Regions from separate parts of the Mus musculus genome. Here regions 2, 3, 4 and 5 are each linked to region 1. Evidence: chromatin contacts called from public HiChIP or PLAC-seq, capture Hi-C and promoter capture Hi-C data. All regions are on one chromosome and are shown on one strand. Each heading gives the region's core, a stretch centred on a gene start, on an enhancer-like site or on the middle of the called end of the contact. The rest is flanking DNA. Distances are from core to core; before and after follow the strand shown. Region 1 holds the start of Abca8b (ATP-binding cassette, sub-family A (ABC1), member 8b). Region 2 overlaps Abca5 (ATP-binding cassette, sub-family A (ABC1), member 5). Region 3 holds the start of Abca5 (ATP-binding cassette, sub-family A (ABC1), member 5). Region 4 holds the start of Fam20a (family with sequence similarity 20, member A). Region 5 overlaps Prkar1a (protein kinase, cAMP dependent regulatory, type I, alpha).

Evidence for each region. Promoter capture Hi-C pulls out the DNA fragments that hold promoters and counts their contacts. HiChIP or PLAC-seq counts read pairs in DNA pulled down with a chosen protein or histone mark. Capture Hi-C pulls out chosen DNA fragments and counts their contacts.
Region 2: an H3K4me3 HiChIP or PLAC-seq map of forebrain shows a contact between it and region 1, with 9 times the contacts expected there. The contact joins the enhancer-like site here to the promoter of Abca8b in region 1. A contact is called at or near these places in 22 of 39 promoter capture datasets (the 3T3-L1 cell line, 3T3-L1-derived adipocytes, the C10 cell line and 16 more), 13 of 484 Hi-C or Micro-C datasets (3T3-L1-derived adipocytes, the C2C12 cell line, MC3T3-E1-derived osteoblasts and 8 more), 5 of 115 datasets of contacts at active chromatin or transcription factors (bone marrow-derived macrophages, embryonic limb bud, embryonic stem cells and 1 more) and 4 of 9 other capture datasets (adipose tissue, embryonic stem cells, liver and 1 more).
Region 3: a contact with region 1 is called in a capture Hi-C map of macrophages, with 2.7 times the contacts expected there. The contact joins the promoter of Abca5 here to the promoter of Abca8b in region 1. A contact is called at or near these places in 1 of 39 promoter capture datasets (liver), 1 of 115 datasets of contacts at active chromatin or transcription factors (pancreatic cancer cells) and 2 of 9 other capture datasets (embryonic stem cells and macrophages).
Region 4: a promoter capture Hi-C map of liver shows a contact between it and region 1, with 4 times the contacts expected there. The contact joins the promoter of Fam20a here to the promoter of Abca8b in region 1. A contact is called at or near these places in 2 of 39 promoter capture datasets (both in liver) and 2 of 484 Hi-C or Micro-C datasets (liver and muscle stem cells).
Region 5: a contact with region 1 is called in an H3K4me3 HiChIP or PLAC-seq map of bone marrow-derived macrophages, with 4 times the contacts expected there. The contact joins the enhancer-like site here to the promoter of Abca8b in region 1. A contact is called at or near these places in 2 of 39 promoter capture datasets (hippocampal neurons and neural stem cells), 2 of 484 Hi-C or Micro-C datasets (adipose-derived mesenchymal stem cells and muscle stem cells), 1 of 115 datasets of contacts at active chromatin or transcription factors (bone marrow-derived macrophages) and 1 of 9 other capture datasets (macrophages).

The regions. Positions count from the first base shown.
Region 1 is chr11:109,993,893-109,998,498 of GRCm38.p6, reverse strand. Abca8b (ATP-binding cassette, sub-family A (ABC1), member 8b) reads left to right here and starts at 2,654. Exons shown (of 39, transcript NM_013851.3): 1 at 2,654-2,887.
Region 2 is chr11:110,267,222-110,272,261 of GRCm38.p6, reverse strand. Abca5 (ATP-binding cassette, sub-family A (ABC1), member 5) reads left to right here. Exons shown (of 39, transcript NM_147219.2): 39 at 1-2,893. Among named protein-coding and RNA genes, the nearest start is that of Abca6, 18 kb to the right of the region's middle. Within about 2 kb of position 3,576, at least 92 of the 459 cell types and tissues checked have an H3K27ac peak or open chromatin away from gene starts, as enhancers often do. A contact at or near this core is called in the C2C12 cell line, adipose tissue, bone marrow-derived macrophages and 6 more, where this site is marked.
Region 3 is chr11:110,334,349-110,339,561 of GRCm38.p6, reverse strand. Abca5 (ATP-binding cassette, sub-family A (ABC1), member 5) reads left to right here and starts at 1,846. Exons shown (of 39, transcript NM_147219.2): 1 at 1,846-2,077. Gm39445 (a long non-coding RNA gene) reads right to left here and starts at 1,724. Exons shown (of 3, transcript XR_880289.1): 1 at 1,278-1,724; 2 at 703-774.
Region 4 is chr11:109,720,378-109,725,264 of GRCm38.p6, reverse strand. Fam20a (family with sequence similarity 20, member A) reads left to right here and starts at 3,027. Exons shown (of 11, transcript NM_153782.2): 1 at 3,027-3,953. The coding sequence starts at 3,550.
Region 5 is chr11:109,668,453-109,673,684 of GRCm38.p6, reverse strand. It overlaps Prkar1a (protein kinase, cAMP dependent regulatory, type I, alpha), which reads right to left. Exons shown (of 11, transcript NM_001373913.1): 11 at 4,022-5,232. Fam20a (family with sequence similarity 20, member A) reads left to right here. Exons shown (of 11, transcript NM_153782.2): 11 at 121-759. The coding sequence ends at 385. Among named protein-coding and RNA genes, the nearest start is that of Gm39443, 17 kb to the right of the region's middle. Within about 2 kb of position 3,529, at least 151 of the 459 cell types and tissues checked have an H3K27ac peak or open chromatin away from gene starts, as enhancers often do. A contact at or near this core is called in adipose-derived mesenchymal stem cells, bone marrow-derived macrophages, macrophages and 2 more, where this site is marked.

The DNA.
Region 1 (4,606 bases), core at 1,405-3,904:
GGCCTAGTCGGCCATCACTGGAAAGAGAGGCCCATTGGACTTGCAAACTTTATATGCCCCAGTACAGGGGAACGCCAGGCCCAAAAAAAATGGGAATGGGTGGGTAGGGAAGTGGGGGGGAGGGTATGGGGGACTTTTGGGATAGCATTGGAAATGTAATTGAGGAAAATATGTAATAAAAAAAGAAAAAAAATATGGTGATCTCTACAGGCTTTATCTCCCCTTTGTTGGGTATTTAAGCTAATGTTATCCCAGTTGGGTCCTGGGAGCCTCTCCCTTCCCAGGCAATCTGGGACTTTCTAGTGCCACTCCCCGCCCCCCCCCCCCCCCCCCCGTTCCCCACCTCCACTGCTACATATTTCTATTCATTTTCTGGACCCTCTGGATTTCTCTCCTGTCTCTTCCCATACCTGCTCCTGCCCCCCCCCCGTTTTCCCTCCCCCACCTCTCTCCCTCCCAGGTCCCTCCCTCCCTCCCTCCACCTCCATTAGATAGGCATGACCCACCCATGTCAAAAATGTTAACACAGAATTTTTCCTGTCTAAAGGAAATGCAGGGACAAAACATGGAGCAGAGGCCAAAGAAAAGGCCATCTAGACACTACCCCACCTTGAGATCCATCCCCAGAGCTCCCAGGTACTAAACCATCAACAAAGAATACACATGGAGGGACCCCATGGCTCCAGCTACATATGTAGCAGAGGATGGCCTTATCTGGCAACAATGGGAGGGGAGGCTCCAGGTCCTGTGGAGGCTTGATGGGTCAGCATAAAGGATGCTAGAGTGGTGAGGCAGGAGTGGGTGGGTAAGTGGATGAGAGAGCAAAGGGGAGGGGAGATGGGATGGGTAGTTTGTGAGGAGAAACCAGAAGGGGCACAATATTTGAAATATAAAATAACCAATAAAAGCTTAAGTTCATTGGTTAAAAATAATAATAAGGTGGATTGGGGACTGGAGAGGTGGCTCAGGGATAAAGAGCACAGTTGCTCTTGCAGAGGACCCAGATTCAGTTCCCATACGGTAATCTGCAATCTGTAACTCCAGTTCCAAGGGATTTGACTCAATTCTTAACCCCACGGACACAAGGTATGCACTTGATGTATGCGCATGCACAGACGTACAACCAAAACACCCAAACACATAAGATAAAATAAATAAACCTTTTTAAAATAAAAATTACGGTGATACATAGAGAAACCCTGTCTCTAAAACAAACAAACAACAACAAAAAAAAACAGTATAATGAATTTGTTTTTTAATTGTGTGAGAATTTCATACATGTATTACATTTACATAATTTCCCCTCTAATTTTTCCTGTGTGTCTACTCAATTCCCTCTCAAATTCATGGCATCTTAATTTCTATTGTACACACACATACACACACATACACACACACACACCCCTAATGTCTTTTAACATTGTTCATATGTACCCGTCTTTAGGGCTGACCACTTGGGATTGGATGAACTACAAGACTTTTTTCTGGAGAGCACTGGTTCTCCGTTCCTCACCAGTCATTGGTTGCCTATATCTCTTTATCTAGGAGTAGACCCTAGAAATTTTACCTCTTCCTGTTGGCATGTCAGCTGTGGTTGTCATTATGTAAGTTTCCTTTAGGCAGATATATTGTTGCAACCTCCCGGGAGCAGCAATCCTGTCTAGAAGATATTGTCCAGCAGCCATATAGCCTAGTCCTCTGATTCACATCCCTTCTTCCAGGATGTTCCCTGAACTTATATTATGGGTGTACATAATGTGTTGGGTCTGGGTACCTCTTGGCGACCAGTTATGGATCCTTGTAGTAGCCTCAGTTAGATGCAAAAGGAAGCTTCTTGAAGAAGCATGAGAACTACATTCAACTGTAGGCATAAGAAGTATTTAAAATGCAGTTAGAAATTATATTGCTTAAGAAAAATAGCAGTGGTACATTCTCCTCTAGGGTCTATGACCGCTACATCCACAGAGAGTTGACTAGGTTTAGAATATCAAACACAATTTCCTTCTGATTGAGAAGGCTTGGTGTTCAATTATATAGCTGTTGGATACCCCCAAGGTAAATAATGCCACAGTTACACCAGTCAGAAAAATAATAGCATGGTACACAGTAATATATAATTAAAATAATATATAATAAAATAGCATATTCATAATCCATGATTAGTGTTTATTAAGCAAATGGCAATCAAGCTGCAAAAATAACAGAAATATGGACAGCACTTGATGAAGACCCTTGATGTCTATCTCTTTCCTCCAGGAGCAGAAGGGACATACAAGATAATTGTCTCCAGTATCTAGAATGAAGACCCTAAAACCTACTCCATAAATCAACAGTCAAGACTAAAGCTCAGCGGGAACTGGAAAAAAATCACCAGAGAACTAAATGAAAGCAAAACTGAGAAATAAGAATGAAAATCCTGAGTGAAGAAGTCAGAAGCCCAGGGCTGTGGGTGGAGAGAAAGCTTTCCTCCGATAACACAGCTCTCTGATTTACCACCTTCCAGTTTAAAAGCAACGCATTAAATGTTGCTCTCCAGCTTAGGCATCCTGCAAGCTTGGGAATATTGAATTTCCTCCGTTATACAGCCACATGGCCAGGTGACCAAATATAACTGGCACCGCCCTGCGGGGGCTGGCTGCACAGCGGTAAAAGAGGAGCAGCCATGCGCGGTCACGTGTCCGTGGTGTTTGGCAAGACCAACCCAGAGCTGAGATCATAAACTCCCGCTGAGAGCAGCTTTCACCAGTCGCGTTCACGGACAGCAAACAGTTAAACTCTAGAAAGGTGCTGGAGAATAGGGGGAGGGGAAGGTGTCTCACTTTATTATTCTAAACAGAGCCCGTGATTAAATGGTGCGGCTGGAGTCCCTGCTTGGCATTTCCCGAAAGTAAGTTTCTGAGATTTTGTTTTCCTTATCAGGTTTATTTGTTTGGGCATCGGGATTATTATTGTTGTTGTTATAATAAAAAAATGAACCGTTTTATGAGCTGAATGCTAACCATCTGTGTCAAAGTTGGTTTTTTAAAAATCAGTGGGCTATTCTGAAATGTTTTGGTGTCTGGTGTGTAATATTAAATAGAGCAAGGTATTCAATTAAAATATATACCTTTATATCATGATGTTCTGCTGAGCCATAAAATGAGTGTGCGAATGAGCTGAAATTGGCCAACAGACTGACTGTCAAGCTGAGACACTTCAGGATTGAGTGGGAAGCTTGTACTGCCTCTGGAGTTATTTGCTTTGATGATGTAATTTGGCAATCTGGGGTTAACTTTTCTGAGACTGCTTCCGGAGAGGGTTCACAGAACACTTGATGAATAGCAAGCTGTGACTGTTCTTGGATCTCTGGCTGTTCTGACACCGTGGGGGAAATGAGAATGTGAAATGTGCAGGGCTCTCCTGTCTCACAGCCTAACTTTGAATGTTCATCCTTCAGCACAGAAGTGTCAGCCTCCCAGGGCAACAGGGGAGGAGAAACACTTAGTCTCTCGCCCTCTGTCTCTGTCTGTCTCTGTCTCTGTCTCTGTCTCTGTCTCTGTCTCTGTCTCTGTCTCTGTCTGTCTGTCTGTCTGTCTGTCTCTCCCTCCCTTCCCCTTTCTCCTCCTCCCCCCCCCCCCCCCACTTAAACATTTTGGATATTATTTATGCCACAGATAAGGAGGGTTCATGTCTTCAGTATTTTTACAAATCGCAGAACACACACACCAGGAGTGGACAGACAAGGAGGCGATTTTAATTTACAAATAAAATCAGAGAAGTTGCAGACAAGAGTGCAGTTGCCTGCAGGGCTGTGCCTGATTCTGTATTGAGATCTCTACTCAGACAACTCTGCCACCCCAACAGACTACACAGTCCCCTCAGAAGTTGTTCCCTCTGGATTATCCGGACTGAGAACAACTCATGAGGCACCTTAGCGGCCCCTCAGTGGGCACTCCAACCTGATGCAGCTCCACTCTTGGCATCCATTCCTTCCTTCTCTCTTTCCATGAGTTGTCTCCTTTCTTTTCTTGCCTGTCTGCCTTGCCTGGGACCTCCTTTAACAGCCCTATGCAGGTTCCTCCTGTGGCAATAGCCCCTGAGCCTGCTTCAGCCATTGTGTCTCCCATTAGACTGGCCAGGACTTATCACCTGAGCTTCGACTCTAGAGAATCCACGAGAGTGAGCTCTCTGTGTGTGGTAAACATGAGGAGCACTTCTGGTAAGGACCCACCAGCTTGTTGCTGTGGATCATCGTGTGGGGTTCATCCCTAGCACTCGCTTCAGTTCTTAGGACTTAGAACCAATTTTATGGTATTCACCATGGAGCTACTGACTTTGTGGTCAAAAGCCCGGGCCATTCACGCCCCTGGCTTCCCAGAAATCTGATAAGCATGGGATTCTGGGGAGCCTTCCCTTTCATGATTCAGCTTAGGTATCCAGTGTCCTCCCTCAGGAAAAAAAAAATGCTTTTGAAGAGCATTTACATCCCTTAGTTTGCAGAAGAGGTTTCACCAGAGCATGTTTGCATAGTATTGATTGTTGAAGTTGTAGCAGGAGGTGGTGTTATTATGCACTAAAACATCTTCTGCAGGAAATTTTACATTCCCATTTAATTATTTATATATAT
Region 2 (5,040 bases), core at 2,327-4,826, 270 kb before region 1:
TTGCGTGTAATTGTCCATGTGCATGTTTATATCTGAAGGTAGTCTATATGCCTACCTTCACGTTTCACAAAAACAATATTTCTCAACTTAGGATTTAAAGAAATAATAAAAGAATAATTCTGAATAATATTTAAATTTTATACTATGTTACATAATTATGTAATTTCCCAGTGCTAATTAAAAAGACCAGTGCCTGACTAATAACATAGAAGAGAGACACAAAGCAATGCAGAAACTGGCTTTCCCTTTGATATGTCTAAAAGAAGCTCTTAGTGGAAGTTGGCCTGTGTAAATGTGGAACCGTTGAGAAGTAACGTCCACTAGGTGGCAGTCGTTGGTCACAGGAAATAAAGGGAAGCCGCAGTCTAGTGACTGCAGATATGGGCAATTAAATGTTTCAGGTTGTATGTCTTTTGTCTACATTAAAATTCAAATGTGTTTGGTGATCGTTATTCACAGAAAGACTCTGACTAGAGTCTTAGTATGTAAGAGTCCAGGTCTCTGAAAGTGCAGTGACAGCTGTTTGTCGAGGTGGCCAGTTCATCTCTACTTCCCTCCAGACACCCGACTGCGAGCTGGGAGAGAGCGCGTTGTTGCCTTTCCTCATACAGGGCTCATTTAAGTTTATTCTTAGATGAGACATTTAATGGATAACCATCTTTATTACTAAATTTGATTCCTTGACTCTCTTGAGTTTTAAGTAGGTCAGCATATACCTTCCTTTAAAAGGTCACCTCAGAACATGGTAGAATATAGGAGCTCTTTCAAGGGTTAAATTAAGAAATAAAAATTAGAGTTTCACTCTTGTGACAGAGTTGAAATATGATAATTAATCTTAGAAATATTTGATTTTATGACTCATATGGACAGGTATACAAGTATATGATGTAGTTGATACTGTATTTCAGGCTGTTGTATATGTGTTAGCTTTGTAAAAACATATATTGTGGTGTGACTTTTGCATCAGAGACGTAAAGAACAATAGCAAGAACAGAGGGCTTGCTACCAACTTTCAATGGTCAAGCTTTCAGTGAAGTTATTAATTATTTAATGTTGGGAAGATTTAATGAACTTTTAGTCCTGTTGGGTAGTAAAATGTGTGACTTTAGGCACTAGTGGCTAATTCAAGTTTTCCTTTCTCAGTACAAGGTGGCACATGGCTGGCAACTTTCTCTATTGCTTTGACAGTTTCTTTCCACCTTCCTAAAGGCATCTGTGTAGTCTCGTATCTCAGAGGTACTCTAATGTAATAGAACCATCCTACAAGTCTGCTTGGATTTTATGACACGCCCCTCCCCCAAGTTCTTGTAAGGTTTCATTGGCAGTAGCTTGCCTCCTGATACCAAATTATAATTTTGGATCCTTTAAGGATCTTACATTTAATTAATCATTTAATTAATGATTACTGCATGACCAATATAGTCAAGATGTATTTAAGATGAAATCTTTATTTTTGCTGATAAATTATAAATTGCACATTGTATTTTCTCAGCAAGTCATTGCTAAATGGTGCCGTAAACTTGAAGAGCTATCTTTTAGAATTTAAGTACCTTGGGCCTTTTTTTGGGGGGGATGTGATTTTTGTAACTCTGTAACCTAGAACACATACCCTTAAAAACAAACAAACAAGCTGCATTTATAGTTTACTAGGACAGTTACCGAAAAGGGTAGGTTTCATTTGTGTCTTAAAAGCGTTTGGCCCTCCTAAGACAGAACTGTCTCATAGAGATGGTGAACACAGGCCATATCGCCTTCTTTCTCATATAGACTTGGTCACTGTCTATTAGCATTGCTCAGTGTGTGCTCAGTGTAAAATATAATTTTCCTAGGGAATGAAAGTCGAGACTGCACTGTCTAGTCTTCTATATTGTGTGTTCATTCATATTACAGTGGATAGTTTGGTTTTATACATGGATTTATTTTAAATTATCTTAAATTATTGCTTTCAGAACTTTGTTTCTTTTCAATACAGGTAAAGAAACAAGTGTATTTGTTAGCAACAAATGAAAACAAACTGCAGCGTCACCTTCCTGCCTTATATTTTCCATCTGTGGCCAAACAGTAAGAGTAGAACAAAGGCAGACTCTGCCGAGTTGAAGGCATTGCTGTCTGCAGCAGAGGGGCCGGTCAGGAGGAAGCAGTGGAAAGCGTTCTGGGAGGTTTGCCTTCTGTGGGCTCTTCCCTGCTTTCCATGCTGTTCTTAGGAAAAAGCAGGGTTCTTTTTTTTCCCCCAAAACTTTAATTTGTCAGAGATTATTTGTAGCCAGTTTTGGTTTTCTCTGTTAAAACATGTTTCGATACTTTAAGCACACCTTCCAGTGACTGCGTTTCAGAGTGGGCTCTTTGGGTAGAAGGATGAACTGTTCGGCTCTGTAAGATCTTACATTTTATTAAGACAAGGATAGATACTTATAACCAGTTATGATATGACAATGCTTTGCTACTAGTCTTAAGAATATCTTCTAGGAAAATGAATAGCACAGTTAATTTTACTAGGGTGAGTGTTGGTTTCCCGGTTCTTTGTTGGTCACTCAGCGTCTCATTCCGATCGTGCGTTTCACATTTGTTACAATGCCATCTTACATTTTCAGGTAGCATTCAAAACGCAGGACTTTTTTTTTTTTAAATAGCAAATGCTTTTAAATGCTTTTTCTTAATGTATTTTTAATATTGTTAACATTGAGTTCTCATCTTTCCCCTTGAAATAGCATATTACATAAAGTGAGAGAATTTATTCTCAGGTGAATTATTTTTGTATCAGCTATTCTTATAAGGTAAAAATTTACTTGTTTTCTATTCATAATGTGTTATATGTACAATTCTCAATGCTGCCCTTTAAGAAAAATGAATGTGCTTATATTATTAATAATAAACTTTAAGAGCTAAAAATCTATGACAGACTTCAGTTTGTATACCAAAATTCATTTAGTGTTCATAATTAGATGTGTGACTTAAATTCAAACTTGAAGCAGTCCTCTGTGCCTAAGATGGTAATATCCCTTAAGGACCCACATAAATGAAGGGATAAGAAAACATTGGGAGGAACTGCAGTTTAATCATACTCAAATTCAACAATAGATAACCAAGAAAAAAAGTAAGAGACTCTTGTTGCTTAGCGAGCCACTGGACATATTCTTCTCATTCTGTCTAGTTGAAAGTCAAAAGAACTTACAACAGCCATTTACCATTTACATGCAGAGCCCTGTGCTGGGGAGGGTGACTATTACCAGAAATGGGGTAATTCCAAAATTATTTATTTAAAAGTGTTTTATTTTTAGTATTACAATTAAAGTTTGCATTTAAAAAATATCTTATTTCTGTCATATGGAAAAAGCCCCAGTTTTTTTCTAACAATATTTTTATTAGTTGTTTTGGCATTTCACATCACGTACCTGATAACACTCACTTTCCTGTCCTCTCAGATCTACCCCACCCTTGTGACCTTCTCCCCAAAAAAGAAGAAGAAAAATTAAAACAAATCCAATTTCTTTTGCAAGAGCAACGTTGGAATAGACAAGGTGGAAAGGTGGATAAACCCTTTGACCGCTAGGTGGCAGCAGAGGGCTACGTGGGAGGGCACCTTCCTAATCCAGGAAGGAAGTTGGGTAAAGAAAGCCTTCTGAGCAGAGGCAGAGCCAGCCAGGCAATCTTGGTGACCAGAGGCTCAATTCTACTGAGTGTGTTGGCTTCATAAGTGCTAGTCTGTTTGGGGAGTAGTGACAGGACTCAAGAGAAGACATGAAGGACAAGAAATGTGAAGCAAGCCAGCAGACAGCCTCAGCCGTTTGTCAAACTGAAAGCAAAGGATTACAAATACAGTCGTCATAGGTTTTGTAGGCTCAACACAGGGAGTAAATCACTGGTTTTCAGTCCCTCTTTTGATGCCTTTAAGAAGTCACAAAACCGGGCTGGAGAGATGGCGGGCCATTAAAGGCTAGGCTCACAACAAAAACATACGAAGTCACAAAACCAAATTTTCAGGTATTCTACAAAATAGTCTTGAAGGATATTTTATTTATTTGTCTGTTTACTTATTTTATGTGAATGAGTGTTTTGCCTGTATGTATGTGTGTGCACCACGTGCACGCAATGCCAGCAGAGGCCAGAAGATGTTAGTTAGCATCCCCAGAATGAAGTTACAGCCAGCAGTGAGCTTCCGTTTGAGAGCTGGGAACCGAGCTTGAGTCCTCTAGAGGGGCAGATGCACTCTTAACCTCTGAGCCAGCTCTCCAGCGCGTGATCAGGGAATCTCAGCACTTCTCATTCAAGCGCAAATATATTGATAACTTACAAAACTGGGAGGTAGATTGGCAGAGATGGGCAACAACAACAACAACAACAACAAACCCTTAAAAAGGGATTTTGGGGGCATCACCTTTGTTAGAGAGGTCACTGCAGTCTCCAGTTTGTTTTTTTTTATTTCTCAACTGCTACTTTCTATAGTAAAGCCAGTATTATTTATGCATTTGAAATAGATTTATTATTTCTCTTACAGAGTCATTTTAAAGATTTAGCTGGTAATTCTTACAGTGAGAGACTCAAGATCACAGTGATAGAAAACAATGCCATTTTCTTGGACTGTCTGAAATCTAACTTCTAACCATTTGAAGATATTTGACTTCATTCAAGTTCCATGCTGGGGACAGGAGCCTGGAGGGTGGCAGTCAGAAGCGTCCTTGGTGTGATCCTGAGAAAGAAGGTTGTGTAGCAAAATGTCTTTACTTGAAGATACAGAGAAAGAATGTAGGGAATCATGACATGTTGTGGCTAGTGATAAACAGGTTATGTAGGGGAAAGAGGAAACATCTCTTAGCCTCAGCTACAGGGGCGATGTGGGGGCTGCGGCGACAAAGCCATAACACACGGAAGATAAGCTTGGCATCTCTGCTGAAAGACTGGCGGTAATTCATAAATCCAGTGAGATGATACAGTATTTCAGTGACTCCTGCATGGCAGGCCAGTGTTGGAAAAGAAATCCATTATGCTGCTGCTTATATCTAATGGTATAGCAAGGTACCATCTTGAGAAGAGGGCCTACTG
Region 3 (5,213 bases), core at 597-3,096, 340 kb before region 1:
TAGCCATTGTTCATCAGGTTGTAAGTTAATACTCTATGTGGCAAGATTTGGCCTCTTACTCCATGTTAAATATTGGTGAGAACTGTGGCCCACTGTTAATTTCCCATAGCCACCGAGCTTCTTAAGTCTCAAGCTGCAACTCCTATGATCTAGGAACTCCCACATGGTTCATTTGTCTATAAGGTCTATTAATGAGGTGTGGGGATTTCAGTTGCCACCATGACAACCAAGATGTGCTTATTGCTTGTTTCTATTTCCTAGATACAGAAGGGTGGAAGGAAGCATCATTCTCTCTGGCCGCTGTTTTACTATTAAAACCTGGTAGTTGTGGACATTTAGGCAGACATCGTGTGACCAGCCTGATTACAAGATATAAATAGTCTGATAAATAGTTTGCGTAGAGGCAGTAAAATATGTCACAACCTACACATTAATTTGTAGTAATTTTTTTATTTAAAATATTTTTCTCTGTGTTCTATGTTATTCTTACAAGCCTATAATCTTGTTGTCCATTTTATAAGTCGTATGTGTGTGTGTGTGTTGCTGGGGTTTAAAGCCAGGACCTTGTACAATCTAGGCAAGCAGACTATCACTGAACTACAAGTCCACTCCTATAATAGAATTTTAATATTTTCTGTTTCTATGGGTGCAATTTTGTTAAGTGAGTAGGTATTTTTTGTGAAGATAAAAATATTTACATACCTTTCTTGTAGGTGTTTTCTCTCATCAGTAGTATTATTAGCAGTATTTACCATAGTTTATGATTCGCAAGACCTGAAAATTTAAATTGGTATAAGAAAAAGTTCTTAACTTCAGGCTACATATGATGTAGCTGAAGAGATTAGCATGTAAGACAGTGAAAGGGATACTATGGTGCCAAGTGGGGTGTTTGAGAGGAAAGATATCATTGTGTCAGGCTCTATGATAGTGTACACACACATGCAGGCAAAACGTCCACATCTATAATAAAGCAGAACACATTCTATAGACTTAGTTTTCAATTTGAGAACTACACACACATACACAAAATATGTATGAATGTTCACATTCACAGAGCTGAAGATGTTTTCGAAAGTAACTGTAACACATAGCACTGGGGACTGCACACACCAGACACATTCAGTATCAAGCCAGCAAAAATTCCAGCATGAATAGTGTGTGTGTGTGTGTGTGTGTGTGTGTGTTATGAATTGGCAGTTTGTGGCTTCTGGATAAGAAAGGATCAGTCTTCCTCAGGGATGTGTAATTTTGGTATTGTGAACTTTACTTTGCAATACCTTTGGCCCTTGTTTCGATCACTTTGGGTAACGACATTCCAAACATCAGTTTGCATTTTAAGTAAAAATTAAGCGTGGTATATAGTCTTTGCCAGAAGTCAACACTTGCAGATTTTCGGAGGATGTTTGAAGGAACCGGTAGGATGTTCAAGGTGGTAGTCTGAGGTTGGAGAGGAGAAGGCAGTCTTTACAGAAACGAGGAGGGAGGACGCTGCAGCAAGAGGGAGGAGTGTCAGACTTTTATCAACTCTTTAAATACAAGGGAACAGAGGCAGATGGGAGGGTGGAGAACCAAGGCCGTCCTTCTTGAGGCGACAGAAGTCTCCTCAAACCCATCGAGCCTCGGTGGAGGGTGCGGCGAGCTCCCCAGGAGGTTCTGAGCACCTGAGCTAGAGTCGGCAGGTCCAACCAAGTACTCTGCGACTCGTTCGCCGCGCTCACCTCCGCCGGAGCCCCGCCCCCAGTAGCCCCGCCCCCAAGCGCGCTCCCGTCTCGAGCTCCAGGAGCACGCGCATTACGCACGCCCCGCCCTCAGGTGCATTCAGGGGCGGGCAGGGGGCGTGTCTCCGGCGGCGCGCGCGGCTCTCTCGGCGTAGCGGGGCGGCGGGCACGCGCGCGCTCGGCCTCGCGGACCGCGTCTCCGCGCAGAATTTCCGAGCTCCGTCACTTACCGCGGTCGCGGTCGCCGCAGGTAAGCTCGCGGCTTGGGCCTGACAGCGCTGCGGCTGCGACGCCGGGGTGAGGAGACGCCGAGGCCCGCGGCGCTCGAGGTCGCTCGCCATTCGTGTCTGCGGAGAGAGGTGACGCGGCGGCGGGGACGGGGCATGGACCGTGGAGATGGCCGAGCAGCTAGGGAATGAGGAGAGGGGAGGGTGTGGCGGGCCGCGGGGAGCCGGAGGATGCTGGCGGGTGGCGGGCGCTGACAGGGATCCCTGGGCTAGCGACATCCTCAGAACTTCTAGAGAGGCAGAAGGAAAAGAAAGGACAAACCGAAATTAAATAAAAGCCCAAACCAAACCGAAGTCAGTTTTCCCCCTGAGGGCTCAGGAGCATCGCCCTACTTGGGGCGCAGATCGGGTAGCGGATCATGTGTGACCAGAGGACTCGGGGTGAGAGGAAAAGCCGCAGAGCTCGTGACACGGTTTTGGGGTTGAAAATAATCTGAATTCCCCAAACATAGCTAACGAAGATTCCCAGGCGCGGAAAGGTTTCAGGGAGGAGGAGAAAGCGAGGTCCATGGGGGACAGCGGCCTCTGGGGCAGTCGGAGTTGAGGATTTTCGCCCCAGCTCTCTAAAAGCTTCGCTTTACGTTTTCAAAGAATCAAGTCTGAGGACAAAAATTAAGGACATTCTGGAGCCCCAGATGAGGTTAGATCCTGGCTCAGAGCCAGGGTCAGTATTACTTCATCTTGACAGCTGCTCTGAGGTTGGAGATGGTACTCTGTGTGGGAAATATGGGTCTTAAAGAGGTTAAATAACTTTATTAAGGTCCCAGCTGGGGAAAAAAATGAGGTACTGAGATTCTCCCTCTGAGATTCCAGACTCTCTAATCCTGGTGCTTTCCTCACTCTATTTTATGTTTGCCCAGAGAGCATTTTTATGTCTCGTCAGAGAAGACTCAATAGATAAGAACATTATGAGAACACTTTGTGTGTGTTTATCCTGAAAGCAGATTTAAGAGACAGTGATCTTTGAATGTGGGTCATTTAGGCAGATGTGTCCTTGATAATGCAAAACTTCAAATTCTATTAAACATAGGGAACTCTTAAATTTTGCATAAATTTATTAATATGTTCGTTACATGCCAGGTAATCATTTTGTTCCTAAAGTTCCTAGATGAATATAGTATGTAATGTCTGCCATTGAGTTTAATTGAAAGAGTAATTATATAAAAGCAACTCATACTAATATAAATTGTAGTCCTCATTAGTGTGTAGATTACACTGGAAATAGTTTTAAGTGCAAACTTAAAACTTTTATACAGTGCAAACTTTATACTTTTATAAACATTATATATAAAGAAAACTATTAGCTGACTTGCCATATGGGTACTGTTACATCGTTTTCCTCCAGCAAGGCGTTCTGTCATAAAACTTAGGTCAAACTTTACTGGCATTAGTATCTTGCTTTATGTCACTACTTTTGGTAAATTTTAAAAGATCAGCGAAGAAAGCGTTTATGATGCCTTCTGTTAAATTTAAAGGTTTATTATACCCATTATGAAGCCAGTAAAATAGCTGGATAGGTTTCTCTTTCAGTGCATTGCTAGACAGATTAGCAGCTCTTTTCAAAAAATTAAATCTTAATTTAAAAGTATAGTTAAACTGGATGGCATTTACGTTTCTGTGGTTTAGAGTTCTCGGGGGAATGGCAGCCATGCACGTTGTTTAACATGTAAATTATTGGAGGCCCAGATGTCAGCGAGTGGTTGGAGTGGTGGAGCCGTTTCTTTGGATTGTTTCTGTTTTCTCACTGAAGTAGGAATCCAGATTGCAGTTTGTAGGTGATGGTGGAGATGGAGATGGAGGGGTTTTGAGGATTGAGGCAGTCAGTGGACTTCTAAAGTGTGAAGCATCTCCCTTGGGTGTAGAGGTACAGAGGAGGAGTGGGGTGCCACTTGGGGTGTTCCATATCGCATACAAGGCATTCCACACTCTGTTGTCAGTTTCGTCTGTACATTGCTGCCCAGGGCGTACACCCGTGCTCTGCCACATTCCAGGGTGGCATCTGCCTCCACCGGGTTGTGGATAGCTCTCTTCTTCATTTTACATAGATCTTGTCTTTTGGGAATTCAGCATCTCCATAGTTTTCTCTCTGCTTAGAAATTCTTTCCTAACTCTTTCCCTCAACTGGAATTACACTATTACATTTAATTTGATTTACATTAAGTTAGTGATAGGAGGATCCTTTTTTTTTTTTTTTTTCTGGTTCGCGCAGACATTCTTTAGAACGTGTTAGAAAAGTGACCTAGCGTTTCCACTTGTGTCCCTCTCCTACAACTGATGAAAGGAGTTAGTGAATCTTTTTGGATGAAGAGTAAGGAAGTAAGTCACCTAGGCTTTGAAGACTGAGTAGATTCTGTCTCTGCTTAAATTTGCCCTCATAGCACCAAGTGGTCCCAGACAACACAGGTATGAAGCAGCACGGGTGTGTTCCAACACAACGTCATACGATGTAAGGAGACCCGAGGTTTGAACTTTATATTTTCACCTGTCATAGTTATTGCTATTTGTTTTTTTTCCCCCCAACACTTAAAAACATGTGGATATTTGCTAGGAGGGTGGATATCTGGGAGTTGGCAGCCATCAGGAGCTTCACAGTGAAACCTGGACTCATTCTCCCTCCCCCATCCCACCCCCACACGTTGCTAACTCGCGGAAGATGTAGAGCAAGGCGTGGGCCGGATATGGACACCACTACCTCTTCCATCTTAGCTTTCAGACTCTTAATCTGTAAGGACTCTCAGAAAGAGGCTTGAGAAAGGAAACTGTATTAAGATAATTACCATTGGTGGTGTCAGAGAAACAAACAGAAATAAGGCACTTAGTTTTCATTAAGGATCTTACCGGTTAGGGTCAACATGAAGACATAAAAATGATAATACACTGTGTTCACTAATTACAGTTAGATGTTCTTAGAATAAAGGGGAATAAAGCAGTGGTAATTAGCTTTGCTTGAGTTGGCCAGAAATGACCTCAGTCATCTTTTGGAAACGCAGAACATATTTTCAGTTGAGAGCCTTTGCAAGAATCTCAAACGTGCTAAGAAGATCATTGACCATATCAGATCAGTAAAGAGCTCTGAATGTAAAGATTGCTCAGCTTTTTAAAAAATATAATATGATATTACTTCATACCTCATAGAAGTGAAACATGGATTTCAAAATGGGCTCTACATAATACATTTTAGTTTCCAGGTGAATTTTCCTCTTACAAA
Region 4 (4,887 bases), core at 1,778-4,277, 270 kb after region 1:
GCATACAAGTTTGAGAAGGGGGCACATTTCAATGCTGAACGCATGCAAACAATGAATTACATACAACATGGGCAGTGCTGAAGTGTGGAGTTATATGAGGAGCTGGGGGGTGGGGTGACACACAAAAACTGATAGCACTGAATTAAGTGGGTTCGAGGACGTGCATGGGGAGGGAGAAGGGACACATGGCCAACACTTCAGTAGTCAATGGATAGATGGATACTCTTCGTATAGGTAAAGAGCAAGAAAGAGCATTTGGCTCAAGAGAGTCTCTAGGAACCTGAAGCACTTAAAGAATTGCAGAAACCATCATGGGGTAAAGACAGGGTACAGGAGAGATCTAGAAATGAGGTTGGAATGGAAGTTAGAAGCCAGCCTATGAAGAGCTATGGCACAGCAAATGGCCTAATCTCCCTGCATCCAAAGCTCAGGTGCGGGATGTCCTGGTTGTATCTGTGTTGGAATCCCATTCTGGTGAGCGTGGGTGAGTGATGAAATGGAGCCATACTGAAAGCCAAGAGGCAGGTCCGGAGCTTGTCTGCAAGTCTATAGATGCGTGAAGTTTGGGGTGCATCCACAAGGAGAGGAGCTACAAAGGGGAAGATGGATTTCCAGTGGGAAACTGAAGCCAACAACAGGTCATGGAAAACCATTTGGAATAGCTTCAGCATTCATTGAAAATATGTAGCTGAGGCTAGTTAAGGGAACCTGGGAGCCCAGACATAGAGAAGCAGAGAAGCAGAGCTCATATCTGAAAAAGAAAGAGATTTTGGAGAACACCTTGAAAACAGCAGCTGGGTGACCAATGGTACTCTCTTGCCCTGACTTCACATTCACTTCATCTCTGACTTCCATGCCCTTGACCTTTCTAAGGTATGTACGTTCAGATAACCTTCAAGCAAGTTAGAAAGAGCATTTACTCTACTGGAGCCAGATGAAAATGTCTGCCGAGGAGGCATGAGCCCATTGGCTGGGGATAATCAAAGTCACGGGGCTTACGGCATCTTTATCAGTCTAGAAACATGCAAGAGCTTCTTATCGTCGATAAGGCACCATTGATCATTACCTGGCTTTTTAGTCTATGGGCCGTGATGCCTAATTAGACAAAGCAAAAGTTGCAAAGTCTCTCAGAAACTGACCGCCTGTTAGAATTTAATGCTAGATTTAAAAAAAAAAAAAATAAGTCCAAGCCCCACAGGTCTCTTAAAGGCTCTGACCTCGTCCGGCTCCTGGGAATTGGCTGCGGATGCTGGGTCTTGAGGTTTCCTAGTTGGACTCAGTCTTAAGGAATCTAGTCCTTTTCTCTGGTGTTTTGTATTTCCAGTGTTTTTCTGTGGTTTGCCGTTGTTTGTTTGTTTGTTTCAAACCATAACGAGTCTCCAATCTGATCTAGTGCTTTACAAGAAACCAGAAGTACTCGCTACAGCCAAACCCTGTCTCATAGTTGTCTGGCATGAGTTAGGGATATTCTGAGCACTATGTATACTTGAACTCATTTTAAGCCTCACGATGAGCTCATGGAGTAAATTCTCATTGCAGGATGCTTAGGCAATAACTCAATTAGTAATCTTCTTGCTGTGCAAACACAAGACTACTCTCCAAGACCCACATGAAAATCAAGCTAGTGTGCTGGCAGACGATTGTAATCCCAGCAATAGGGAGGCAGAGACTGGACGGTCTCTAGGGTTCACTGGCCGGTCAATCTGGTCCCAGAGAAAAAACCTGCCTTAAAAGCATCAGTGTGGATCAGTGGCTCCTGAAGACTAACACTCAAGGTTGACATCTGATCTCCCCAAGCACACACACACACACACACACACGGGCACACACACGGGCACACACACGGGCACACACACGGGCACACACGGGCACACACACGGGCACACACACACACGGGCACACACACACACACACACACACACACACACACACGGTCACACACACGCACTTCTATCTAAAGATGAGAGGACAGCAGCTGCCACAAGAAATAGTTGACCAACTGCCGGGAAAACTCCAGTGTTAACCCACAAGCTACAGTGTCTCAGAATGGAGACTCCAGCAAGAACCTGGAGATCCTTAACCAATGAAATTAGCATACATAGGCGCTTTGTTGCCCAGGCAGGCAACAGCTGGGGGGAAACAGTCTTTTCCTGAACATTCTCCAGGGTGGGGCCACCTCTCCAGGCAGACTCGCATTTACTATGCTCCCAAATTATAAAACAGAGAAAGCCAAGGTTTCAGGGCTGCCCTCCCCTGATCCTCAGAAGGAAGGAACACGGGGTGGAGAAGTGTAAATGACCTCACAGGATATCAGGAGAAAGCCTAAGTAAGCGGGTCCTCCAGTGATTCATTTGGGTGGACTACTTTCACACCAAGCTACATTCAAGAGTTCGGAGTGGGGTCATTTGGGGCCCCTCCCTCCCTGCCATTTCCTCTTTTCAAAGTACTGGAAGATTTGGAGTCAAACTCCATCCAAACAGGAAATCACCCAGGTTCTAGGTTAAGGGGAGTGGGAGGGGCTCTTATTTTTTAAAGGGCAAGCTATTTTTGTGCACCACGTGAGTATCTTCAGAGCAAGTGCCTACTATGTGCTGGTTGCTATGAATCCAGTTTATGCCCTGCAGCGAGTATGCTGAGAAATGAAATCCAAACCCCCAGACACACATCTGGCAAAGCTTACAGAAGAAAGGCTTTTAAGGGTTTGCATTGTCCCCCCCCAAAAAAAAAAACCCTAAAAATGGAAATGAAAGGCTCAAGTCCACCTCTCTTGGGCTCACCAGGATGTGTATGAAGAGCCCTGAGCAAGGAAAGTGGGGACAAAGAGGAGGAGCCGGAGGAGAGGATTGATGACAAGGTGGAAGGGCAGAGCCGGCAGCAAAGGGATTGGGAGTTTGGCTGGCAAGCTATGCCAGAGGCAGGTGCCAGCTAAGAGTGGGCGGAGGTGCGGGCGCCAGGCCAATCCAGGCAGCGGGGAGGCTCCGCGTTACCTCTGCCTCTAGGAGTCTAGGCGCAAAGACAAGCTCGCCCTGAGTCGCCCCTGCTTTGTCAACTCTGCGTTCCCTCCGCTCCTGCCAGCCCGGGGCACAGGAGTCCCTGCCGCCTGCAGGAGGAGCCGCTGGATCTGTCTCAGCAGCTGCGGAGAGACAGCATCCTTGGAAGAGACGCCCCGGGCTACGCAGTCTCTCCAGCCTCCTCCTAGGGGGCGAGAGCTCCTTTGCGCTCCCTCCAGTGATCGCCCTCTACACGGCCACCAGAGCCAGCACTCCTCCACGGGACCTCCCCACCTGAGCGGTCCCTGGCAGAGGGGGTCACAGGGCAAAGAGACTCAAATAACAACCGGGTAGCCAGGGAACCCCAACCCTGCCTCTCTACTGGGCAAGAAAAGACGACGCTGTCAACACTGTGAGCTTCCTGCACGCGGTCCCCAAGTTCAGGGAAGACACCCTTCCAGGAAGAGCTAATCCCCTGTGTGAGCATTCCAGCCTCCTCCGGACTCCAGGAGCTTCTTCCGTCTGCACCCCAAGTGTTTCCCGGGTGTCCGCTTGGGCCATGCCCGGGCTGCGCAGGGACCGCCTGCTGGCCCTGCTGCTCCTGGGCGCGCTCTTCTCCGCCGACCTCTACTTCCACCTCTGGCCGCAAGTGCAGCGCCAGCTCCGGCCGGGCGAGCGCCCCGCCGCCTGCCCGTGCTCTGGCCGCGCCCCCTCCGCGTCTCTACACTCAGCCGCAGCCTCCCGAGACCTTGGCACAGCCTCGCACAACTTTTCAGGAGCTTTGCCCCGGGTTGAGCATCCCAGCCGCGGCCACCCTGCCCCGCGCTCTAAGCTGCAGGCCCTCTTCGCCCACTCGCTCTACCAAGTCCTGGAGGATCCGCCTCTCCTGGGACCCGAAGACTGGCTCCTGGCCAGCCAGGAGGCGCTGCGGTATTACCGGAGGAAGGTGGCCCGCTGGAACAGGTGAGAACCCTTCCGAGGAACCCCAGCACCGGACTCCCTAGCATGACCCTCCAGGTCCTGGCTACCCATGTCCACTCCCACCCTGGGCTGTGGGAACTTCACTCTGCCGTCACAGCCTGGCACTAGGCTTCGATCCCCATCTGGACGCCCACCAGCTGTAGCAGGCCTTAGATTTCTGAGCAACAGCAAAGAAATGCTCCCAGCCACTCCCCTCGAGTTCCTGGGTTCTCTAGCCAGTCAGTTTCCTGGTCCCAATGCTTTCTCGGGCCTCTTTCGCGCTGTCCTGCTGTGGACAGCTGCTCTGGGCCTGCTGTTTTCCAGAATGAACTTTGCAAACAGAGAGCAGGGCTGGCGACACTCAGCTCTGCTCTTTGGTCAGATCTGACTGTCATATCCCAAAGACCCAGTTTCCCCCCCCCCCCCCCCCCCCGTCCCTGTCCCTCTGCTCAGGGTTGGAGACCAAAGAGGTCAGCTGGAGCAAACTCTGATACGGCCAATCCCTGTTGCTCATTAAACAGGGCCTGTCGGGTGTTTAGGCAATGTTCCAAACTGAAGGCAATTTATCATCTTTTATTATTGTGATGATTTGGGCTGAGGCTACTGGAGAGAAAGGGGTTCGGGGTTCGGGGTTCGGGGGCTGGAGGCCTAGGAATTTTGTAATCTGAAAGCAAAAATTGGAGTTAAATATTAAAGTATTTAGGATAAATCTAAGAGTGTTTTCACAAGGGCATGTTGGATAACGTATCTAGGATAAATTTGTTTTAACAAGAGTGTGTTGGCGATGTTGAGGTAGAGGCTGTTGGGAGGTCCCCCAGCCTAGAGCAGAAAGCCTTCATATGAATTAAGGGCTCTTTCAAAGTCTAGAGCTTGTTGGTCACTTGAATCCAGGGTTCCGTGTTCCTGACACACCCATCTGTTAATACAGAGATTTCAG
Region 5 (5,232 bases), core at 2,280-4,779, 330 kb after region 1:
TAGCCTAGAAATAAGATCTCTAAGCACACCAGCTGCCAAGAGCTGTTAGTGGGGGCAAGTGCAGGCTGAGTTACCTTCCTTAATGTGCTCATCTGGCCCCCACCGCCTTTATCTCATCAGGATCAAAAGGAAAACACTCTTGCACCTTCAGCTGCTGGCTCAGGCTGACTACAGGCTCAGCGACGTGATGCGGGAGTCACTTCTAGAAGACCAGCTCAGCCCTGTCCTCACAGAACCCCACCTCCTGGCCCTGGACCGCAGACTCCAGATCATCCTGAAGACCGTGGAGGACTGCATAGAGGCCCACGGCGAGCGAAGAGTCATAGCCGAAGGGTCAGCACAACGTTCGGCTCCAGACTCCGGCCAGGCTAATCTGACGAGCTAATGGCAACAAACGTGGGACCTCAGAACACACAACTGGAGTCAGCACCTCATGCTGGTTTGTAGGCCCCTGTTGCCCCATTCCATCCTGGGGCACTGGAGGCCAAGGCACAAGCTCAGGGAGGAGGCAGGAACGCTTTGAAAAAGGCAAACGGGATCCACTGAACCTCATCTTTATCCTTGGGTGGAGGTCACTGCTTTTACGGTGCACTGGCTGGGGCTCTCTCTTCCCAACGAGCTCTGGCTCCATCAGGACTGCAGATTATCTTCTGAGCACACTGTGAAACCTGGATCTGGACCAGGCTTGGAAGGTTTGGAAGCTCTGTTCCCAGGAGCGGTTTTTATTCTACCATATCAAATAAAGGGACATCAAGCGGATAACTGGCTTTCTCCAAGTCCTTACTGTATATGCAGGTACAGTACACACACACCAAAAAAGTCACTTTTTTTATACTGACATTCTGGTCCCTAACACTATCTGAATACAATAATCTCAGCCAGGTCACTCCCAGAAATACTAAGGGTAAGACTGCTCAGTTAGGGGGCACACTCCAATCTGAAGAATATTATCAACTGAGGAATTGGCAACCGAGAGCCGTGTGGCTCGCAAGTGGGTGGGGTGCTTGCCTCTCAGGTTCAACCCCCCAGCATCACACATCCGGTAACGCCAGCACTCAGGAGAAGCTGAAGTTCAGAGACACTCTTGAGCTACACAGGGAATTCGAGGCTAGCCTGGGCTGCGTGAGGAAGTGACACCATGTATGTCAAAACCAAGAGCCAGACACAAAAGGGGGAGCTGGTGGAAGATTAGGGTCGCATGGCTTCATCAGATCAAATCACTTTATTGTCTGATAAAAGCCAGAGGATCAAAAAATATGGAGGGGAGGAAGAAAAGACATCACTACAAGGGACAAATCCAGAACCAGCAATGTCACTCAGACTTGTGCATATGTCCAAGGACAGACAGGATGACTGAGAACAGGTAGTATTGTTTTGGTCTTCTGAGATTGGAGTTCATGTACACCAGGCTGGCCCTGAATTCTTGATTCTCCCGCCTCTACTTCCCAAGTGCCTGGATTAAGGCACGAGTCACCATGCTGGTCTTGTAGTGGATGGTTCTGATTCATCCTAGCACCCCACGTTATGGGCACACAACCCCAGAACCCAGTTTGCGAAATAACCTTGCCTCTATTCACCCTAGAGCCTTGCCAGTCCCAGACACTACCCTGCAAGACATAGGTCTGCAACCCTCACGAGCATGCCCCTCCTCCAATGTGTAAGGATGAGAACTATAGCTCTCAAGAGACAAAACCACATCATCTTGTGGTTTAGACTTCTTCCAAAATGTATAGCATCACACCCATTTGTGAAGTCAAATTTGCTGGGTGCTGTGACTCATTCCAGCAAATCCCCACCCTTGAGTGGCTGAAACAAAGAGTGTAGAGTTGAAGGCTGGGCTGGGCTGGGCTGGGCTGGGCTACAGGAGAAAAAACAGCAAAGTCAACTCTTTACCAGAGAAAACTGGTTCTAAAGACTTCCCTCTCAAGAAGGCCCTTTTGTGAGGCGCAGCTTCCTGCAGCAACATCAACTGTTTCTTCTCTTCTCCCATGTCTGGGAAGCACAAGGAAGCCACACTGAAGATTGGGGGCTGGGGGGGACAGGCACTGTCAGATCAAAGAAAGGATGGTTTGGGGCTCTCAGCCAGCCTGGCTCGGGCGAGCTGCAGTCCATCTCCAACATGGCCTCCCTGATGCAGACCAGTCTCTCGAGACTCTGAAATCTGCTTTACATTTCAAAACCAAAGTAACTCGGCTTGATTCTATGATGGATAACTATATAGGCTACTTTTAACTATCTGTTTTTCTAACAACAACAACATAAAGCTAAGAGCAGCATTTTTCAAAAGCACCAGAAGACAAAAACATTCCATTCTCAGAGTGTGGAGTTCTTACAGCTTACGCACTCTGAATCATTGCTCAACTTCCCATGGGGAAAAAAAATATTCTGAGTCTATGTGAAAACTTTCCATGTTACCACTGGCAAGCAAATAAAAAAACCAAGACTGTGTGAACTGGTAGGGATCAGTTTGGAGGGATATGCCACAGCATTCTCCAAATGCTGGACCTATCTAAGGATAAGTCAATTCTCTTATAGGGAGCAATTCTGTCCTATTAAACTCCTGGCCTCTTAACTGGTAAATTATTACTGCCCCTAGGAGAAGTATGAGGTCAGGTTCTTAGGATTCTCTAGTCTAACTTCACTGACCCATTACTACAGAATCTCATCTTGTGTGGTAAAGATCATGTCTTTACATTGCTGGTTCTTTAACACTGCATCTGTCTACTGCTGCACGTTCACAGTAAGAGACAGCTTTCTCAAACTCAGGAACGCGAGTCAGCCCATGAGCACTATCCTGGGAGGCCTTCTAAATACCGAGTGACCTCATCAACAGCAGGCACGAGGGCCCCCACACAAGCGTGGTGCAGGAGGCCCCCAGGTGACATGGCCACAGATGAGGTGAGGCAGACCTCACTCAGCCTCGGGTGGGAAGGCAAGGGATAATCACGTTTTTCTCTGCGAGTGCAGCTCAGGTCCCAGAGGGCTTCTGGTGTGGCAGTCTCGGGGTCACACTTACATTGTACCAAGTAGGGAGACACGCAAATGCAGGATCTGCAGACTGAGAAACAGCTGCGACTCATCTGAGGTTGGCAAAGCTGAGCATAAAGAAAAAGCTCTCCATCTAGTGGTGACTTTTTTAAAATCACAAAGCTACTTCTTGTTCTTACAGGGACTCATGATGATGTCACAGTTCTAAAGTTATGCCAAGAAACAAATTTTAGCTGTGTATGTACACAAAAATGATGGTTTCTACAGAAATACCCCAAATGTAAGAAGGGAGAGATTTGTGTTTCCCCTTGGCAGATGTGATGGAGGGCAAATTAAATGGTTAGCATGGTTTTGGTCCACCCGGAAGTGCACTGGCAGGGCTTTGCCAAAGTTCACAAAGGGTCCAAATCTTTGAGGTTGGAGACAAAGTGACGCCACTGCCATTGTGCTAATTCAATTTCAGAATGTCAACACAACAGTAAACTGCATCCTGGGCCAAGTTTTAAAAGAAGGACATGCAGCTGGTGAGAGGAAGGGACTTCTGAACCTGGCCAGGCAGAGCTTAAGCAGCAGAACTCAGCCACTCTCCAGCACTAACTCCAGCTTCCCTGCGTGTGAAGATCCCAGTTATCACCAGAGTAACTCATGTGCTCACTCTTCAAACTCCAGGAAGAAACAGAAACAAATCTTGATGTGTAAGATCCTCAAGCAGCTACAGGTGGATCTTGTAAAACCAGGAGTCCAATCCAGTCTGTGAAGCCCTAAGGCACACAGACAGGTCTGTCCTGTGAAAACAACGCCATGGCTTTGGACAGAACCTTCCCCTTCCAGAGCTTGTTAGTGAGTCTGTCCCACACCCATAAAAGCAAGGTTTTGAAATCCACCCTTTGACAAACTGAATTGGAATGTATTTTAAAAAAAAATAAATACATTACTTTTTCAAAATTCTAATCCCAAAATTCACTTTCATTCTTTCCCACTGAAATTTTGGGGAAAAACAGAGGAAGAAAAGGAAGAAAGGAAGAAAAACTGATTCGTTTAAGAATTTAAATTATTTCATCTTTTTTATTCTGTGACCTACCATTGAGACAGTCTGTAACAAAAGAACAGCGATTAGATTAGCACAGAGTATATCAGACTAGTGTCCAGGAAACAGCAACTGTCCCTTTGGCCAGCTCTGCTTTCTCAGCAGATTGCTTAAATTCGCCCACCCATCCAGAGACAATGGTGCCAAGAGTCCACAAAGACACAGTATGCCAACCACGACTTCTGACTGATATTTAAATTGCACAAAGATAAAGCTTTAAATGTGGTAATTTTTAAATTTAGACTTATCTTGAAAAGTCTAAGAGTAAAACGACAAAAGGGCGTAACTTGTAAGCTAGCATGGAACTCTTAGAAAGCAGGTGTTTATCTCCGTACAGACCAAGGGGGTATATACACATGAAATGCATTTTATGGCGTTCTACATCATTCACATACATACATTTTTGGCATTTAAACAAATATCAAATTAAGCTTTAAGCTAGTAACATAATTTTTATTTTTTTAAATATAAAAAAAGATAGCCAACCACAAAGTAAGTACAGAAAACCCTCATTTAATATAGATTATGGAAGTTTTAGATATGGCAACAAGGTAGCTTTCTATCCCATGCTAAAACCTAAATGAAACTTTTTCCCAAATTAGTAACAATCTAGAAGCTTTTCAATCTACCAAGAAAAAAATCTACCATAACCAACAATTTAAGTTAACTGGGAAAGGGAGGGAGGGAATTATTAATCAGAACCACTTGCACACACATGAAAACGCAGTCACTCCCAAATAGAACCCGACATTATACAGAAATCACAAGATAAGTGTGCCTCGTTACGAACTGTGAATTTTGTTTAAAAAATAACAGTAATAAAAATAAACTGTTGGGTTATCACTGGAATAATGTAACACATAAGGCTGGAAAATACTGAAATACAGTCAAGAACACAAGTTTACTTTAAACACACACACACAAACAAAAAACAATAAAGAAAGTTTACCAGAGAAATTCAAGGTTAGACAGGAAAAGGCAGGACTCAGCGGGGTGGCCTTTCAGACCACAACACGGTCACACCCCACCACTGTTCCTAACAGAAACCCAGGGGACAGACCCAGCTTCCTGCTTCTGGACACCTGACCGCCATCCACCTTCAGCAGCACTGCCTCCATCCCCTTCTCTCTGGAGCTTGCTCTATTTGTCTATTCTCA